Linked DNA regions of Mus musculus: region 1 is linked to region 2. The links are chromatin contacts, called in public promoter capture Hi-C maps. All regions are on one chromosome and are shown on one strand. Each heading gives the region's core, a stretch centred on a gene start, on an enhancer-like site or on the middle of the called end of the contact. The rest is flanking DNA. Distances are from core to core; before and after follow the strand shown. Region 1 holds the start of Krt222 (keratin 222). Region 2 holds the start of Ccr7 (chemokine (C-C motif) receptor 7).

Region 1 (6,994 bases), core at 2,381-4,880, 89 kb after region 2:
CACTTGCAGGTGGTGGCACTGCCGGCGGGCCTCCTTGAGTTCAGCCTGAGCTGCCTTCAGAGCTTCCCCATCCTTGTCCATTTTTTTGGTTATATCTTCCTCTAGCTGTAAGAAAGTCAATAATAACAACAGCGCACAAAAAAACCAAAGGGCACTCTTGAAAGGGAGGCGTTCAAAAGCAATCACAGAACAATTATATAGGAATCAAATCACCTTTTCTACTTCTATTAGATTACAAGTGTGCATTCTGAGCTGGAGAGATGGCTCAGTGGTTAAGAGCACTGACTGATCTTCCTAGAGGTCCTGAGTTCAAATCCCAGCAAGCACATGGTGGCTTACAAGTGTGTGTTCTGGTGTTTTGTTTATTAATTGATCAAATGCTCAAGCTAGTCAATCTTCTCTGCTATAAAATGATCTTAGAAGTTCCTTCTAACTATATCAGCCTATGAAATAAAGACAAAGAAAAAAAGCACATCTGTTTTAACGAAATTTTTTGAGACAAATTTGTGACCTCTGATCCTTTCCTTTTTTTGAATGTGTTAATAAGAAAGATCATTTGAAATTTAGTGATTATTTTCCACATGTTTTGTAGGCTGCTTCATAGAGGCAGATGCACATCAATTCTGGATGTATGGACTAGGAGCAGACACTGCTAAAAAACATGATTACTAGACTAGTGAACTGGAAACTTAAGTTGTCGTAGCCATCGGTGTTTGTTTGTTTGTTTGTTTTTTCTGGTTTCTTTTTCGAGACAGGGTTTCTCTGTGTAGCCCTGGCTGTCCTGGAACTCACTCTGTAGACCAGGCTGGCCTCGAACTCAGAAATCCGCCTGCCTCTGCCTCCCAAGTGCTGGGATTAAAGGCGTGGCCGCCACGCCCGGCTGTCGGTGTTCTTAAATGAAGTTCTGTGCTACAGAAACCCTTTTACTTTTTTCAAGATGATGTTTTTAAGAAGGAATCTTCAGTTTGGATATTTGGGATAATAAAAATGATTTTGTGTGTGTGTGTGTGTTTGTGTGTCCGTGAAGGTGTGTATGTGTGTGTCCATGCCGGTGTATTTTTGTGTGTAGTATAGCCTGTGTATATTACATGCTGGAGTCAGCCTCAGGTGTAGTTTCTCAGGAGCTTTGATTTTCTTTTTCATTTTTTTTTAGACATGGTCTCTCACTGGGACCCCGGCTGGCTGACTAGGCTAGAATGGCTGGCCAGTGAGCCCCAGGGATCTATGTGCCGGTCTCCGGATCTCACTGCTGGGATGGCTGGCCAGTGAGCCCCAGGGATCTATGTGCCGGTCTCCGGATCTCACTGCTGGGATCACAGTGTTCACCACCATGTTTCACTTTTACACATAGTCCTGCAGATCAGGATATAAAGACTTTTGTAAACAAGATAAGGCTACCGGGACCACTAGTTTTTTGAATTCTCGTTGGGGAGCTGGCAGATAAACTGTGTGTTAGATTCCTAAGATGGTCCCTAGTGAGCCACACCTCCCCCAAGTTCACATCCGTGATTCAAGGTTGAATCAGGCTGTCCTGAGTCTTGCTGTGACCAATTGGCTATGGTAGAGGTGACAGACGCTGTGCAGATTCTAGGCTAAGCCATAAGAAGCCTGTCAGCTTCCACGTCATGTTTTTGGGAGCCCTGGGTCATCATTTTAGAAACCTGGATACCTGGTTAGAGAGGTCATATAGGGAGGCTAGGTAGAGAGGGACCCGAGGCCACGTGGAGGGGGCAGGTAGCAGGCTCAAGGATCTCAGGCTAGCCTTCCAGTAAGCTCTTGCCAAGGTCCCAAACACATTAGCCAGTCACTTTGGTTATGCCAGTCAGTAGGGCACCACCCAGAGTCCCCATCCCCCAGCCTCCTCATCCTACTGAATTACAAGACAGGATGCGTTGGTCTAAATGTTAGGTTGTTGAGTTTTGGGAGGTGACTTACTATGCACTACTTGTTAGCCAAAGCAACTGTATGTTTATTTTCCGGATTTACTTGCATCGTTCTAGGGCTTGAACCCAGGGCTTTGCATATGTTACAATAATATAATAAACCGACTTTGTGAGTTACTTGGGAAAACACATTTCTCTCAAGAACTTTTATGTTACAAAACGTTTTGCTTTTTTTTTTTTTTTTTTAAATTCAAAGTCACTTCAAGCACTGGGACTTGTAAATTCAACTTATAAGTTTACTTTGCAAAATTTTTATTTGGTTTATGATTTTCAAAAGTTGTCCTCTCTTAATATTTTTCTCTATCACGTGGGAAGAGAACAAACTTCTCCTCCATCTAAGCCAAGAGCCCGGTGACCTTGTTTAATCCGTTGAACTGATCATTCTTTTTAAAAACCAAGACTATTACCCACAGGCAAAATTTATAATGATATTGCAATAAGTTACTAACGAAACAAAGTCCTGTGATTTTTTTTTTTAGCTATCATTTTTTTGTTGTTGTTTTGTTTTTGTTTTTTGGCCCTGTTCTTAAGTAAACTCTTTGCTGTGTCCAGGTGCTGGGAATACAATTTGAACCCGGGTATAAGAGGTAAGCTAATAAAACCGTCCTGAGTTTCTGAAACTTTGTTTCCCAAATATTTGCTTTTAAATTTATTTAAATTTGAGGCCTTAATTATTAAAGGCAGGTATTACTTTGAAACTGAGTAGACAGGATTTGAATTGAGCCTTGGTCTGAGTTGGCTCTGTTTCATTTATTTATTTTAAATATCTTGCAAGCTTTGTGTCGGAAGTAAACAGTTCTTCTACCCCCAAAGCAAAAATGGCTACTTTTAAGTGTAGAGTCTCTCACTACTCAGCTGGGGGGATTTTGATTGTCAGATCTGTATTCTTGGTTCTCAAAGCCACATTCACATGCTCAGTTGATTCTATTTATAACAGTCAGTATGAAACCAAGTGCTTGGGAAATATGATAGAAACCTTCTAGAAATATTTTTCTTGCTTTTTGTCTCCCCCCAGAGTGTGCAAGGCAAACAATCTTGACTATCAAGCTTGGAGTCTACAGATGTTATTTAAATTGCCTCTATAATTAACTCCATAATATCTTTGAAGAGTTGTTTGGAATGCTTCCTTCCTGAAAAAAAAAAAAAAAAAAAAAAAAAAAAAAAAAAAAAAAAACCCAAAGAGGTCAGAGAGCACCATTTTATTGCTTGTTGACTCCATGTTTTAGTAATGACGGTCACCTTACGATCTCTATAAAATCCCAATGCATCAATCAATATTTATTGAATGGTTATTCAACAGCACAGCCAAAGGGTTTTCTCCCTGCCTGCCACCCCAGACCCAGTGCAGGAACACCTACATCGCCTCCCCAGTAGATGCTGCGTGGAAAAGGAGATACTGTACCTCAGAGAGGCCGGGACAGGAATCGGGTAGACATGGACTGTCTCCTTATCCTGAAGGTGCCTGGCTGAATGAAATCATTACCTGGATCCGCGTCGACAACACCGTCTCTATCTGATTTCTGGTGAGGAGCTGTTCATAGTTTGCCCTGATCTCATTGAGGAGCTGGGACAGCTCCATTCTTTTCCCATCCTCCACCTTGGCTAACTGGACCTTAGCGATGGGATGAGCCGCTGCGGCAGAGCCTGCCCTGCCTGCGTCGCCAGAGCAGACAGCCCCGCAGAGCCTTAAAGAAGCAGAGATCCATTTCCCCCACCAGAAGCCGGGGGAAACTCCAGGGTTGCTAATTAATTATGCAAATGTTGAGAAACCCTTCCCGCCCATTGTTGTTGATACAGCAGAGACCTTCGGAGTCTCCAGGAAGAGAGGAAAATGACACCCACAGGGTCACTGCAAAGGTTTCCTATGCAAAGTGAATGCTTTGCCTGTGGGGGTGGGGTGCTCACAACCTTAAGCAAATTGTAGTTAGCCAGTCACAGTGGGCAGGCATATTATCTTAGCACTCAGGCAGAATGATCTTGAGTTCAAGGTCAGTCAGGACTTCGTAGTGAGACCCCTGATGGAGAACAAAACAACAGAAACAACGACACCCAAACAAACCACCTCCCAAACCCAAAATAAAACACGAAATTTATTTAGCTTTTCCAACATATTGCTTAGGAATTAAACTGGGGGGCTTTAGAAATGGCTCAGTGGTTAAGAGCACTGACTGCTCTTCCAGAGGTCCTGAGTTCAATTCCCAGCAACCACATGGTGGCTCACGACCATCTGTAATGGGATCAGATGCCCTCTTCTGGTGTATCTGGAGACAGCGACAGTGTACTCATATACATAAAATAAATAATTCTTTTAAAAAAATAATTATACTGGGCTCCAAATATGATAGTTTAAACTTTTCTTTATAGTATTTTAAAAAAAAATGTTTTGATTTTTTAACAAAATGCTAAAGGAGAGGGAAGGCAGAAGGAAACAAAGGGTTAAAGGAATACAGGTGACAAGAAGCAGGCAGGGACTGGTTCAGATGAGACAGGTAAGGTTGTGGGTGGTGGTGAAGGGCCATGGCGGAGGTGGATGCCTACAAACAGGACAATGTCCCATGGAAGGAAATGGTGAAATGGCTTCCCTGTGACTTTGTATGCTAACTTAAGAAAATTAATTTTAAAAACCCCGAATGCTACGGAAAGTCCTCTGAATGTGTTTGTACATGTCCAGCGTTCTGACAGCTACTCTACTCTCGAGTGAGGCAGATGACTGTCATGAGCCGTGGTTCTCAAACGGCCGGCCGTGGACGCCAGCCCAGGAGTAGAGTGTGAGGGATTGAGGTGGATTCCTGAAGTCACTCTTATTCCAGATGAGGCGAGGCTGGAGACGGGCACTGGAGCAGGGTGGGAGCCAGGAGTTAATTCTACCAGGCTTGTGAAATGGAGCCCTTCGGCCCCTGCAATGGGACCCCCACTGAGGGAGACTTTTGCTACTAGAGAGCAGGTAGAGAACACGTCACACTGAAGGGACTCACCCTCAGCTCTTCCAACAACGGTGTTCCACCCAATCTTTTCATTCTGGGACCTGTAAAGATGGAAGAACTGTGGTCAGAGGGGTCAAGTGTCCTACCCAAGGTGGTTCATTGAAATGACAGCATCACTGTCTTAGGGACTTTTGACTGTATGCTGAACGCTGTGCTTGCTTCTTCCTTCTCTTCTCCCGGGGATCTCCAGTCAAGATGGCAGCCTTGTTAGATGCGACTGAAATATTTTTGAGAATGGGCCTGTTGTTTACAGAGTGAATGAATGAATGAATGAATGAGATCTTGGTTCTAGAACCCAGAGGGCCTTTGATATGCTTTTAAAAAGTGTGTGTATGTGTGTGTGTGTGTGTGTGTGTGTGTGTGTGTGTGTGTGGTTTTACACGGGCACAGGTGTGGCGGTCAGAGAATAATTATCCGGAATCATCTCTCTTCTTCCATAATGCGACTCCAGGGATCGAACTCAGGCCGTCAGGCTTCTTGGCCAGTGTCTTTACCAGCTGACTCGTCTCGTGAGCCCACTTACTGCTCCTTTAAATTTCTGAGTTAACTTATGAGTGTAAGTTTTTAATTTATGCTTGTGTATACAGGTCTGTGTATGTGTCTGTGTGAGTGCATGGATACGTGTGTATCTGGATACCTGAGGGGATCAGAAGAGGGCACTGGATCCTTTGGAGCTGTAGTTATTGTGTGAGTGAGACGCACAAAACGGGTACTGGGACTCAAACTCTGCTCCTCATGACTAAGCTTTTAACCATTAGACCACCTCTCCAGCCCCCAAATTAAACTCAGTGTAAATCCAGGAGTGAAACACTAAATGCTCCTTGTTATTTCAGGTTGATCCTGCCCTGATCCCTGCTGAGCTAGATGTGATGGAGGTCCGGCTTGTCAGTCTGCGCTGTAAGTGGGTCTCCCAGCATTTTGTGCACCTAGGCCAGTGCCTCTTGGTGAAATACAATGTGAACTATAAATCTAAGCTGTGCATGAAGTTTTGAGTGCTCTAGGAATTGTATCAAGAGATATTAAAAAGAAACAGGTGAAGTCAATTTTAATATCACATTTTGTTTAATCCCATATATCGAAAATATAACAATATAAAATATTTACACACTTTTTCTTTTGATAACCTCTTTAAAACGCGAGGAGTATTATATAGCCCACCTCAGTTTGGACAAGTCACATTTAAAGTATTCAGTAGAGGTCTAGGGGGTTGGGGGTGGGGAACGGCTCAGTGGTGACTTGCCCACGGCACAAGGGTGAGAACCTGTGTTTGGATGTCCAGTTCTTGCGCAAGAACTGGAGGGAGGGGCTGCCTCAGTTTCTATTCCCTGCCATTGGATCCCCTTTCTCACTATTTGGACTGCCAGGTTGGGCCTCAGTGGGAGAGGATGTGTCTAGATCTTCTGGGACTGAATACCCCAGGGTGGGATGGAACCTTTTTGGAGCAGGAGAAAGGAGGCAATGGGACGGGGCTAGAGATTTGTAAGGGTGGGACTAGGAAGAGAGGAGGGAGGGAGCTGTGCTCGGGATGTAAAGTGAATAAAAAAAAAATGGAGATAGTGACACGTGTTTAAAACTCCAGCACTGTGGGGGTAAAACAAGCAGATCCCTGCAATTCTTGGTCCAGCCTCCCTTCCCAGACTCATGAGCTCCAGGTCCAGTGACAGACCCTGCCTCAAAAAGAAGATGGAGAGTGACTGAAGAAGACACCCAGCTCCTACCTCTGACTTATACACACATGTACCCATGTTTATGAATCTACACAAAAGTGCACATACACGCAGTACACACATACACCAATAAATAGTGTTTAATGGGTTGGGGAACGTATTCAGTGGTAGAGAGCTTGCCTAGTGTATGCAAGGTTCTAGGTTCTACCTCCCGCACCCTGGAGGGCAGGGGAAATGTGAGTAGGAGCTACTGGACACAATGTAAATCTGAAATCTGAGCCCCTTGCTGGGAACACTCCTTGTACACACCAGGAAATGCTATTCACATATTTACATGTGCATAAAAGCAATAGCACCAGACTGGTTCTGAAGGGTCCTCTGAAACCCGTGACATCACATA
Region 2 (7,084 bases), core at 2,134-4,633:
CTACATCTCTCCCCCCTCATAACATCTTGTAAGTTCCTTTTGTATTCTAGGAAACAGGCCCAGAGATGTTATGTCGTTCCTCTGGATTCACATAGCTATTAAACAATAGATCAGAGATGGGAAAGGGGAACATCTAGCCTGGGTTCTAATGGCTGAGTCATGTGACATTACTGATGAGCCTTGGGTGTGGAGGGTCCTCCACAGATCAAGGCCACTCTTGCTCTCTCTACTGCTTCTGGCCACTCGTGTCTGTTGCTTCCACATCTCGATCTTCCACATCTTTTGATGTTGGTCCCTCCCCTGTCCTGATACAAGGATCTGTTGTCCCCTACTCCTTCCAAAACACACATTTCATCTATCTGCCCATCTATTTGGAAAAGGGTGGGGGACCTTTGCTGGCCCCCATTCTTTTTAGGGTGGTGTATGGATTCCCTGGTGCTGTCACACAGCGCTGTAAGGGCCACCCCAGTCTAGCTTGTTTCTTGGCACATCTATTTCCCTGACTCCCATCAGCTGACACCATTCCCCCTTCCTTGTTGCTCTATTGCCTTCACCAGAGCTGACTGACTATGAGCTCAAGGTGTGTGCTCATATATGTATGGGTGTGCACACATACAGAGGTCAGAGGCTGACATCAGTGTCTCTCATGGAACCTGGAGTTTGCCAATTCTGAAGACTGGTTGGCCAGCAAGTCTTATTATTCCTGCCTCCCTAAGCAGGCTTAGGTATTACGTGTGTACCTTGCTACAGCCAGCTTTTAAACTCTGAGGCTACAAGCTCAGGTTCCTCAGGCTTGTGTGCCAGTCACGTTCCTGACACTCGGATGCCTCATTTACTTTGTTGGCTTAAGGCTGTAGAGTCTGAAGATCTGGCTACAACCTGGCCCTTCTTTATTAGGTTTGACAACTTCTACACACCCTTCAAAATACAATTGCCATGCTTTCTGGACACGTGTTCACAGCCTTGCTTTTTGCTTTTGAATCTTGTCCTTATGCCCCCTCAGGAGTGCTGTGTCTCTCACTGTTGGTGTTGCGTGTTGACATACATGTTACGTTCCCCACCAGACTCTGTATTCAAGAAGTTCTCAATGAGTGACACATGACTGGAAGACAATACCACACAGAGGAGCGTTTTTTCCTAGCTACTCTGGGCTCCAGTGTTCTCCACAGCCAGGTTTCTGGAGGGCCACAAGAGAATGACCCTGAATTCTCTTCTACTGCCATCTACAGCTGAGCTGTGAGACACAAGTCTCTTATGGGTTCATTTGTCACCCCCTCCCCTTCTCTGATTTTGAGATGTTGTGCTGAGATCTGTGGTCCCATGTCTTGAAGTTAGGAAGGGTATATCAGGGCTGCTCATTCAAATCATGAAAGAGGCCAGCTCAGCCCTGGTTTGTAGTTTCTCATTTTGTATAACAGAAACCTAGGCCTTCTCACCCACCTCCTGTCCCTACTAGGTAGACAAAGAGTGAAAAACAGATAGTTTGTGGCCCACCCGCCCTTCCAACGGCGCCGGAGCCTGTTTTGAGCAAAACTTCTTAAGCAGTTTCCCCTCACACCAGCATTTCAGAGTTAGCTATTAGGGTGCTTCTTAAGTTGAGTAAAAAAGCAAGACTATCTCTTCTTCCAGGACCAGAGTTTGCCCCACCCCCTGTATCAAAGCCATGCATTTAGCATCCCCAAACCTAGTTCAGGAGAGACTCTATAGTGTCCCAAGTGCCAAGGAAGGCAGGTGTCTGTCTCCTTTTTGTGTCAAAACATTTAGACCTTTAATGGGACCGACTAAGGTCAATTGGGATGGTAAAATTTACACCATGGAAATTGGCAAATGCTGTAAATTTAGAACCTTTCCCTATTCTGGGAGCCACATTTTAGGAAGGTGGAGAAGATCTTTGGTGGATGGTGTGGGTTCTCTGAGACTATGGCTGGTGGAGGTAGATACCTGAGGTGTAGGCTTAGAAAGCAGGCAGGTGGGAGGAGAAGCTGGAATAGATATTTGCTTTCTAAAATATACTTAGAGAGGCTGATTCTATCCATCCATCCATCCACACATCCATCCATCCATCCATCCATCCATCCATCCATCCATCCATCCATTCCTCCATCCCTCTCTCCCTCCCTCCCATCAACACTTTTTACTTACACCCAAAACATCTGAGAGGCAGAGGTGTAAGAACAAAATCCTGCTTCCCATGAGTTCATAGCCAGCAGAGGTGGACCCCACTATATACCTTCCACAGCTGGATCTAGATCTAGGGTGCAATGCACGCTGGGCAGGAGAGACAGATAAAGATGCTGCTGGCTGTGGTGTGGCTTGGAGGGGGTGTGAGGACAGCACCAGGGAACCTTCACTTTTTAAAGTCAACCCCTTGTGGCTTTGAGGCTGGTGAGCGGAACTCTAGGAACTTGGCCCCTCCAGCCCCAGCCGAGTCTGACTCTGCAGCCGAGATTTAAGATGTGTAACTGGGGTGTCTGGAGCTGGACTCCCCTTGGCACTTTGCTATAGTAGACACTGAGGCTTGCCTGGTAGAATAGCTTGTTATAGAGAGGGCTGTGGTGTGTGGGCTTTGTTTTAGGGGCTGTGCTGTGCTGGCTACAGTTTCTCTACGTGGAGTGCCCCCTGGGCCACTCAATTTTATGTTAGTCATTCACCCTTTAACCTGCAAGAGGCACAAAACCTGGGATGTGTAGGAGGGAGGAAGGGAGGGAGGAAGACAGACAGAGACAGACAGACAGATGACAGGCAGAGACAACAAGAGGCAGAGGTGGCAGCTAGTATTTGTATTGCACTATGCACAGCACAGTTTCCATCAGTTTCACTCTTCTCGTGAGCAAGGAGATTCAAATCCTGGTTTAACAGGACAGAAAGGAGGGACCCAGAGTGGGAGCAGGGTGTCCTGAACTCTCTAAAGAGAATTTTCTTAGTCCCCAGAGGTGCCAGAGAACATCACCCATCCCTACCAGCTGAGAACGTGTTCTATCCAGGCATCAAGGTCAGTCTACCAGGCTGTTCATTGCCTGCTGCTTGAGAGGACCCAACTTTATGCCTGTGTCTGTCTTGGCATCCACAGCTGTTCCTTCCCCTGGGTCTGAAAGAGCAGGTACATCCTCTCTCCAATGCCTCATCCAACGGGATGGCATTCTCTGAAAGCAGCCACCAGTTCACACCAACTGCCCTGATTGCTCTGGAAACTCCCCCCCCCCCCCATGACCCCTATCCCCCATGCATGTTCATTGCCCTAGAGTCTGGCTTTGTGTCAGAAGTTTTGACTTCTCTTAAGAGAAAGCTTACTTACCTGGGTCCATGGTGCTCTGGGGGCTGTAGAAATCACACAGGAAGGCTGTGCTTTTGGTTCTTGTCTCTCTCCAGCTAGCCCTCTCTGGCAGGGAGGAAGTGGTAAGAGCCCCTTTTAAGTTGTTCCAGAGCCCCTCCCACTCCTGTCCCACCCCTCAGAGTCTTCCTGGGCCACAAGGTATGTGATAACCACATTCGGCTGTCATAGGATCCTGAATCACTGAGTCGTTTGCCTTCAGAAAGCCCCTGGTAGTAGTGCCTTGTAGAGACTCAGGGAGGAGCTGCTTACATCTGTGAGTGCCAAGCACGCCTGGGTGGCTGCTGTGGGGTGAGATAGGCTGAGGCTCGGGAGTCAGAGGTGTACTTGCATCCTTCTCTTGGTTTTGAATAAAAGTCTCCCTTTCAGTATGAACTTGATCAGTGGCTATTGTCCCAGCAGCCGCCAGGCAGCCCCGACATACACCTGCGCAGCCAGGGTGAGGTCTGTTGAACGGTCCGGCCAGCAAGGCTTCAGTGACACAACCACGAAGTGAAAGTTTGAGTGTTTATTTTTAGTACTTAAGCTAAACATCACAGGACCTAGATGCTAGATATGAGGGTGCCTGGAGCCCCTCGGCTTTCTCTACTAACCGAGAGGACATCAAGTCTAAGTCATTATCCAAACTGGTTCCCCAAGAAGAGATTTTATTTATTTATTTATTTATTTATTTATTTATTTTATTTTATTTTATTTTATTTTATTTTATTTTATTTTTGTCAGTGCCATGATTGTCCTAGAACTTGTTCTGTGGACCTAGCTAGCCTCGAACCCATGGAGATCTACCTGCATCTGCCTCCCGAGTGCTGGTATTAAAGACATATGCCACCATGCCTGGCCTATTTTTATTTTACTTTTTTTATTCTTTGTGACCACACCCATTTTCCCCCACAGGGAAACTGATTGATATATTTATTGGCATTTTTAATTGTTGTGCCTGTGTGGTGTGTATGGTGTGTGTACACACGTGTATGTGTGCGATCGTATGCGTGAATGTGGGGATTTTATGCCATTGCACGTGTGAAGATCAGAGACAATGTCAGGTGTCAGCCTACTTCCATTCTGTTGCAGGTATCACGTCTTTATTGAGTGCCCCATTCTATACTAAGGTGAGCTGGCCTTCTGGGTGCGTGGTCTCTTGTCTCTGCTTCCCATCTCCTTGGGGGACTGCTAGGATGACGAATGCTCATGCTACTGCCAAGCTGCTTATGAGGGTTCTGGGATTTGGACTCAGTTCCTCGTGTTTGTGGGGCAATTCTCTGTTAGCTACTAAGCCACCTCCCCAGTCCAAGGAGTGGGTTTAAAACAAGCATAGAGATCATGTGGGGACTGTGGGTGGCCATTGAGTTCTAGAGCAAATATCTAAATGTTCCATTTCCAGGAGAGACACCTGTAAATTTTTTTATCTCTAGCCACTGATTGTAGACAATTCAGTGAGCGACAGGACCCGACACAGAGCTCAGAATGACTTAGCCCTTCTTCTGTATTAACTAGTTAAAAACAGGGGGCTGGAGAGATGGCTCAGTGGGTAAGAGCACTGACTGCTCCTCCAGAGGTCCTGAGTTCAATCCCCAGCAACCACGCGTTGGCTCACAACCATCTGTAATGGGACCCGATGCCCTCTTCTGGTGTGTCTGAAGAGAGTGACAGTGTACTCATATACATAAGATAAATAAATAGTTAAAACAGTTGCCATGACAACATAACCCTTTAGGCACTCACTTGATACCCTTGCTCTGCTCTGCATACAGGGACTACATTTCCCGGACGACTTTCCCTCTAGCTTCTGGAGAGAATTGGCCATGAGGTTATACTGACAGGTAATGGAAGGTTGAAAGAAAGGAATTCATCTGTGTTTCCTTCCTTTCTTTTAAAAGACAACAGCTCTAGTTAGCTATAGTTCATATCTAAATTCACCTTTGAAAACGATTCATTGATTTTTATTTTATGTGTATGAGCATTTGCCTGAGTGCCTTTCTGTGTACCACCTGTGTGCCTACAGCCCGTGGAGGTCAGAAGACGGCGTCAGATCCTCTGGAACTGGAGTTACAGGCCTTGTGAGCTGATGTGTGGGTGCTGGGAACTGAGCCTGGATCCTCAGCAAGAGCATCAAGTGTCCTTAACTGTTGCGCCATCTCTCCCGTCCCCACATTTCCTCTTTTAAAGTAGACATTTCTGTGGTGTTTATATAGTCACGGCGTTTATTCGCCACGGTAAACTTTGAATCATTTTTAGTCAGATCTCCTCAGCCATTATTTCCGATGATTCCCATGTCCTTTCCACCTGTGCACATAACTGCTCTGAGCCGCAGACCTACTTTCTTTCTGTAGATTTGCTTCTGTTGATTAATGCACATAAATAGACACAATGTTACCTTCATATCTATCTTCTTTTAATTAGGTTCATCTATATGGAGTATGTTTCAACTCTCCACTCCTTTCTGTGGCTGAATAATATTCCATTGTGTGGATATACCACATTTGTTTTATCTACTATTAGTTGGCTATTTGGATTGTTTCTACTATTTAGTTATCATGAGTATTGTTGCTATAAATATTCATTTACAAGGGTTTTTGGGGGGGGCATGTATAATTTGTTGTATTTAGTTTTTTATTCCTGTGAACAGATGGCAAGACCAAGGTAACTTATATAAGAAAGCATTTAATTGTAGGCTTGCTTACAGTTTCAGAGGATGAGTTCACATCCATCATGGTGGATGATGGCATGGCAGGAGGCAGGCAGGCAAACAAGGTATGGGAGCAGTAGCCGAGAGCTTTCATGTTGAGGCATGAGGGAAGGAAGGAGAGAATGGGGGTGGGGGAAGGGAGAGGGAGAAAGAGCTGTGTGCAGGCATGTGGCACAGCATGCTTGTTGAGGTCAGAGGACATCTTGCAGGAGTAAGTCTCCTCTTCCCACCAGGTCTACTCCTGGGATCAAACTCAGGTTGTCAGGCTTGTCAGCAAGCACCTTTACCCATTAAACCATCTTGCATACCCCAGAACCCTATATGTTTTGTTTTAGTAATTATCTAATTCATTCATTCATTCATTCATTCATTCATTCATTCATTCAACAAACAGATATTTGGCATGCACTTATGTGTTAGGTATAGTGATGGACAGTATTGATCCAAAGACAAGCACACATGATCCTTGGCCTTGCTTAACTTACATGGAGTGAGTAGTCTGTTTGGACTCTTAAAATACCATGGACTGGATGTCTTACACAACAGAAATATGTTTCCTCATGGTTCTAGAGGCTGGAAGTCCCAAGGCAAAGGCCAGTAGGGTCAATTTCTGGTAATGTCACTCACATACCAATTCCATGGAACCAGGACCCTACTCTATAGTGCTATTTAATTTAAATAACTTCCTTAGATTCTCTACGTAGCAGTAGTTAGCTAAATCATTTTGTGCTCCCGATTCGTCACACCCATGCACCTGCCCAAGAGCTATCTGGATTCAAGAATGAAGCACACACACACACACACACACACACACACACACACACACACCAGTTAATTTTAAATATGCTTTGACTAGCTCAAAGGCTGGGCAGTTCTAATCTTCCCTGTGGCTAGAACACATTTCCCTTTGGTACTCCTGGCTTAATGCCCTCTAATTCTATATTTTATCTTTGTTGCCCTGGCTCCTTCTGGGTGCCCCTACCCCAGTCTTTGCTGCCCAAGACACTTCTGAGCTGTTCCTCCAGGGCCCGAATTCTTTCTCTCCTACATTTCGGATGCTTTTCCTT

What was found. Promoter capture Hi-C pulls out the DNA fragments that hold promoters and counts their contacts.
Region 1: a contact with region 2 is called in a promoter capture Hi-C map of pre-B cells. The contact joins the promoter of Krt222 here to the promoter of Ccr7 in region 2. A contact is called at or near these places in 15 of 39 promoter capture datasets (the 3T3-L1 cell line, 3T3-L1-derived adipocytes, the C10 cell line and 11 more), 2 of 15 datasets of contacts at CTCF or cohesin (CD8 T cells and large pre-B cells), 2 of 484 Hi-C or Micro-C datasets (forebrain and regulatory T cells), 9 of 115 datasets of contacts at active chromatin or transcription factors (the 230-238 cell line, CD8 T cells, the SCID.adh cell line and 4 more) and 4 of 9 other capture datasets (adipose tissue, embryonic stem cells, liver and 1 more).

Annotation. Positions count from the first base shown.
Region 1 is chr11:99,240,517-99,247,510 of GRCm38.p6, forward strand. Krt222 (keratin 222) reads right to left here and starts at 3,631. Exons shown (of 6, transcript NM_172946.3): 1 at 3,427-3,631; 2 at 1-105. The coding sequence starts at 3,522. Gm32385 (a long non-coding RNA gene) reads left to right here and starts at 3,379. Exons shown (of 4, transcript XR_389025.3): 1 at 3,379-3,466; 2 at 5,761-5,824.
Region 2 is chr11:99,151,694-99,158,777 of GRCm38.p6, forward strand. Ccr7 (chemokine (C-C motif) receptor 7) reads right to left here and starts at 3,384. Exons shown (of 3, transcript NM_007719.2): 1 at 3,296-3,384. The coding sequence starts at 3,305.